2 separate regions of the Ovis aries genome follow, and region 2 is linked to region 1. Evidence: chromatin contacts called from public Hi-C data. All regions are on one chromosome and are shown on one strand. The core of a region is the stretch at or near the end of the contact, and the rest is flanking DNA. Distances in the headings are between cores, read along the strand shown.

Region 1 (2,700 bases), core at 108-2,607:
AAGCAATGCTTACTTTGGTTTGTGGTAAGTTTTGTCACTTTTTACTGCTAGAATCCTGGTTAACACAACGTTCAAACAAGTTTGATAAAGACTTTTTGGGCTGCACCACTGCAGCCTGTGGGGCCTTAGTTCCCCCACCAGGGATTTAACTTGCACCCCCTGCACTGGACGCACCTAGTCTTAACCACTGGACCACCAGGGAAGCCCCCTGAGCTAGATTTTAAGGGGGCAGGAGACCCACGTCAAACCATAAATCGTTTAGCATGAACCTGGCTTCCCAGGTGGCTCAGTGGTAAAGAATCTTCCTGCTAACTGAGGAGACACAGGAGACTGCTGCTTGATCCCTGGGTCAGGAATATCCCCTAGAGAAAGAAACGGCAACCCACTGCAGTATTCTTGCCTGGAAAATCCCATGGACAGAGAAGCCCGGCAGGCTACAGTCCATGGGGTCGGGAAGAGTTGGATACGACGTAGTGACTGAGCGTCTGTGACACATCACAGACCCTCATCTCCCAGAAAACATCTTTCTTATAGTTCCCCATACTTTCCCACCAAAGTACATACCACAGTTTTAACTGGGTAATTCGTTTGTCATCAACTGTTCACTGTTTTCCGATTACACTTTAAGCCTTATTTGTGTACAAACTGTAAACTCGGCAGTGCATACCTTATACTCAATATACGACCAAGCACAGAGTAGGTGATCAAGAACTATTTTTTGAATGAAATCAAAGTGAATAAATTAGTGAATAAAATAATTAGGCAGAAATTAAAGAGTGGTTCAAAGCACCGGCTTCAGGGTAAGAAAGACTCCCAAAATACTAAGTCAGACCCCAGGTTGAAGTGCTTCTACCGCCTACTAGCTGTGTTAATCCGGGCAAGCCACATCAATGCTTCTCAGCCTCAGTCTTCTCAGCTGTAAAATAGGATGATAATACCACCTATTCTATGTATTGGTGTGTGGAAAAGTGGAAATTGCGTGTGAAGTTATTAGTACAGCTATTAATAAAATTCTTCCTAGCAAGTATTCAAAATGTGTGTTGGTGAAGAGGCTGACAACAAGCCTTCCTTCTCACTTCCATCCTCCCAATCCACTCTTCAAAGACCCTGAGAAACAAGAAAGGCCGTGGTCACGCTACAGAAGAGAATGCAGACAAAGGATTTCCTCCAGGGCTCGGTGGATCAGACCGGCTGATCCACAGGCCCGGCGGGGTCTGGCGGAGACCAGCAGGTGGGGCTGCTGAGCGAGCGGCTTCCTGGAAACTTCTGGGGCCGCGGGCGCTCTGGGATCCTCGGTCCGCCCATTGCTCCGCCTCCAGCCTGACACCTCCCACCCCTTGGTCCCTCCTGGACTGACACTCCCTGAGCTTGGGCCCCGCCTCCAGCCCCACCCCGCGGGGAGCACCTCTTCCCGACTCTGGGCCCCTCCGAGCCCCGCCCCTTTCCCCGGATTTGAGCCCCGCCCCCCGCCTCCACCCTGCTCCTCCCAAGGCTTGCGCCCCGCCTCTCAGCCCCACTGATTTCCCTTTGTTCTAGAGCCAACCCCCCCGGGTCCTGGGAGGCGCTGACTCAGCGGAATGGAACCAGACCTTGGCGCCCCCACCCCCACCCCACTCTCCCAGCAGAGTTGGAGATTGGCGCCTGGGGAGATGAGAGGTGCGTCGCGCCCGGCCAGCCCTTCTTTTGTTCAGAGAACATTCCTTTGCTCCTGCCCTCCCAACCTGGAGTTCACGGTTCCTGTTTGAGAACCGTGATAGCCAATATGCAGCTCTAGAACCTGGCTCCCACCACATCCTGGTTGTTGGTGTGTACCTCAGGTTTGTTGTTGTGTAGTCGCTAAGTTGTGTCCCACTCTTTGCGACCCCATGAGCTGTAGCCCACCAGGCTCCTCTGTCCATGGGGTTTCCCAGGAAAGAATACTGTGTTGCCTTTCCTTCTCTAGGGGCTCTTCCCCAGCCAGGGATCATACCGGCCTCGCCTGCATTGGCAGGAGGATTCTTTACAGCTGAGCCACCAGGGAAGCCCTCAGTTCGCTCATTTGTACAATGGGAGCCAGAAGGCTGATGTTGAAGCAACATTTGGGAGATTAACTGCGAAAACACAATTATGGAAGCTCCAGACACAAAACGAATGTTAGATACTTGACTTTGGAAGGGCTCCACTGATAAAAGCGGATGTATGTGTGTTGAGTTCACCTCCTTCATTTCTTCTCAGGTCTTCTTCCTCAGGTCTTTGAAACCTCACTTTCTCAGGAGGGGCCTTCCCTGATCTCTCTTACTCACCTACAAGCTCCTGGAGTTACCCTGTCACACATTTCCATAGTAGGCAGTAGCTTCCTCAATTCAAATACTTGCAACTACTTTCTTTTTAAATTGAGGTATAATTTACGGTGAATGAAATGCACAGACAGAACTTAAACACGCAGTTCCATGAGTTTTGACAAAATGGAAACATCTCTGTAACTTACACCTCTATCAAGACAGAGAACACTGTGGAGACAGAGAACTCAGGAAGTTCCCTTCCCAGTGAATAGCATCTGTCACCGCCCACAACCACTGTTCCTACTACAATTAACCTGGATAAGTTTTGCCAGTTCTAGAACTTCATATAAGTTAAAGCATACAGTATGACTTTTCTGAGTCTGACTTCTTTCATTCAGCGTATTCTTCTTGAGATTCAGATATATTGTATGACTACTAA
Region 2 (2,700 bases), core at 182-2,681, 320 kb after region 1:
GGCAGGGTTTGAAGGGGCCGGGGCAGAGTGGGGAGACGGGTTGGGAGGGTCTGGCGAAAATCCAGGGTGATGGCCTTGGGAGCGGCAGAAGTGATCTGCACGTGTTTTGAGGGCGGGAGGGGCAAGATCCTTCCTGTCCCGTGAGAGGGGTGAGCGTGAGAGAAGGGGTGCTTATTCAGGGGCTGGGAAGCGTGCTCAGCAGGCTGGGGGCAGGGTGGCTCTGCGTGGGGGTTAGGCACGCTGACTATGAATCACCCCCAGGGATCCTGGAAATGAGTGTGGACGGTGGGAACTCAAGGTCTGGGGACAGGGTGAGGCTGGAGGTGTGGGTTGGGTGTCATCAGCAAAAGGAGGTGCTTAGAAGCAGAGGCTGTGTGGGACTTCCCTGGTGGTCCAGGGGCTAAGAGTCCATGCTGCCGATGCAGGGGCCTGGGTTCCAACCTGGTCAGGGAACGAGAGCCCTCATGCCTCAACTAAGCAGTCACACGCTGCATTTAAGACCTGGTGAAGCCAAATAGATACATATTTATTTTTTTAAAAAGCAAAAACAAAAAGCAGAGACTGTGCGATGGAGTAAAGGCGAAGGAGACCACCGCCCACGTTTGCAGGAGCCCATGAGGCAGGAGGAAGCCTGACAGAGGTGCCCGAGAAATAAGAACAGACAGCGCGCTGTCCAGGCTGTGTCCAGGCTGCTGGCGGGTCACTTAATCAGGAGGCTGAGACTTGGCCACCGGGCCCGAGGTCGTTGGTGACCTTGGCAAGCGTGGTGGGGACCCACTGGCTCCAGAGGGAAAGGACGGAGGGCTGGAGAAGGTTGGCAGCCAGCGGTCAGGGGTCCAGGAATGTATCTTTGAGCAAAGCCTTAGTGGAAACTGAGGACGAGGGATGGGGAGCTGGTGGAGGGAAGTGCCACGGGCAGAGGGAGAGAGGGAGAGGCTGGGGCCAGGTCGGATTGTGGGCCGGGTGGGGGAGTTTGGGGGGGGGGGGGGGGGCCGCTGGGTTTGGAGAAGAGGAGGAGGTTAGTGGTGGGGGAGGCAGCAGTGGGCAGAGCTTCGTGCGGCTGGGAAGCAGCTGGCATTGAGTCCAGAGGAGAAGCTACAAGAGGACTTTGAATGCTTTATTTATTTATTTTAAAGAGCAGGGCCCTCTGGCTCCCAAATGGGGAACTTTGGGAGGCTTTGATTCCCAGCAGCCCCCGCTGAGCCCCTTCCTGCCGCCCCCTTATCGAGGGCCCTTCCCGGCCCCGTGCCGGCGGGTCTTGGCCTCTGTGCCCTTTGCCTGTGATGTGGGGCAGGCGGCTGGCGTGGGCCCCCCTCGGCCACCCGGGCCGCGGAAGTTGGGGGACAGCGGGCGGGTCCTGAGCAGAGCCGGGCCTCTCTGGCCGTGTGTGAGGGCCCTTTGTGCCAGGTCGGCTCTGCAGTTTGATCAGGCCCCTAGTGGGGCCAGATCTGGCCTCTGATCCCCGCCGCACAAAGGGCCTCATTGAGAGGCAGGAAGTGAGGAGCTGGGCTTTATCTGCCCAGGGATTCATGGGACCAGTGAGGGGCCAAACAGCGAGGAGCCTGGGGCTCCGGCAGACCTTTCCCTGACACGTTATCTAGAGTGTGATGAGTTGGAAGGTGCTTTCTCCCTCTCCCTGAGCCAGCCTCAACTCCGATGCCAGCCTCACCCCCTCCAAGGAACCTGTCTGGGGAGGGGGTCTCACCACCCAAGTGAGTGAGTGACACAGGACTCAAAACAGGATGGCTTTCCCTCCATGCCAGACACAACCCTTTCCCTCCAAGCACCTTCCGGATATCAGTGCAGTTCATCCTCACTGTGACTCTACGAAGGCCAAAATGGTATTAGCCCCATTTTACAGATGAGCAAATGGAGGCACAACAGGATTAAGGAATGGGCCTAAGTTCACCTGTAAGGGGTGGGGCTGGGGTTCGGTCCTAGGCAGTGTCTGACCTCCTGGGCTCATGCAAGATCACGACTCTCAACCCCTGAATTTTACAGAAGGCCTGGGGGTGGGGGTGGGGTTGTTCAGGATTCAGAGCCAGTTAGGGAAGGCCGGGATCAGAGCCCAGGGCTGTGGTGGGAGTGCTGAGGCCTGGGTTTGAGTTCCAGCTATTTGATGTTACTTGTGGGACCTCAGGCAAGTCCCTTACCTTTTCTGAAGTTTTTTCCTCATCTGGGGGACAATAACCTCCTTTCTCAGGATTTCTGTGCTGACAGGGTGAGGGCTGTGCGTGCTCAGCAGTGTCTGATGAGAGGCACGGCCTCCCAGTGGTGTGAGTTCCTTTCCTTCCCCTTCCCTGCTCCCAGGCGCCAGTGCTGACCTCAGCTTAGAGGGTGACATGCTCCATGGCACTCACACCTCACTAGTGGCCTTTAAAGCCATGGCTTTTCAACAGGATGCAGGTTACCAGGGAGCTGTACAAAGACCCATACCCTGAACCAAGCGCCTTCAAGCCTTTAGATCCAAAGAAGTGAATCCCTAATAGTGGAATGCCTGACTCTGATGAGTGATACAGGACAGACTTGGAAGGCTGTGTGTGTGTGTGTGCGCGTGTGTGTGTGTGCGTGTGTGTGTGTGTGTGTGTGTAGGGGCAGTTCCTTCTCACATCCCTAGTGTGTTCAGCCAGCCCTGACTCTCTGACAAGCAGCCCACCTGTCTAGTGGGTCAGCTAACTGAGTCCACTAAGCATTGCCCTT

The links. Hi-C and Micro-C count contacts between places; a contact is called where the count stands out from the background.
Region 2: a Hi-C map of hypothalamus shows a contact between it and region 1, with 2.5 times the contacts expected there. The contact joins two enhancer-like sites. A contact is called at or near these places in 3 of 16 Hi-C or Micro-C datasets (hypothalamus, muscle and tail adipose tissue).

Annotation. Positions count from the first base shown.
Region 1 is chr2:236,196,769-236,199,468 of ARS-UI_Ramb_v3.0, forward strand. No RefSeq gene overlaps it. Among named protein-coding and RNA genes, the nearest start is that of NKAIN1, 60 kb to the left of the region's middle. Within about 2 kb of position 1,358, at least 48 of the 54 cell types and tissues checked have an H3K27ac peak or open chromatin away from gene starts, as enhancers often do. A contact at or near this core is called in hypothalamus, where this site is marked.
Region 2 is chr2:236,516,505-236,519,204 of ARS-UI_Ramb_v3.0, forward strand. No RefSeq gene overlaps it. Among named protein-coding and RNA genes, the nearest start is that of LAPTM5, 34 kb to the right of the region's middle. Within about 2 kb of position 1,432, at least 2 of the 54 cell types and tissues checked have an H3K27ac peak or open chromatin away from gene starts, as enhancers often do. A contact at or near this core is called in hypothalamus, where this site is marked.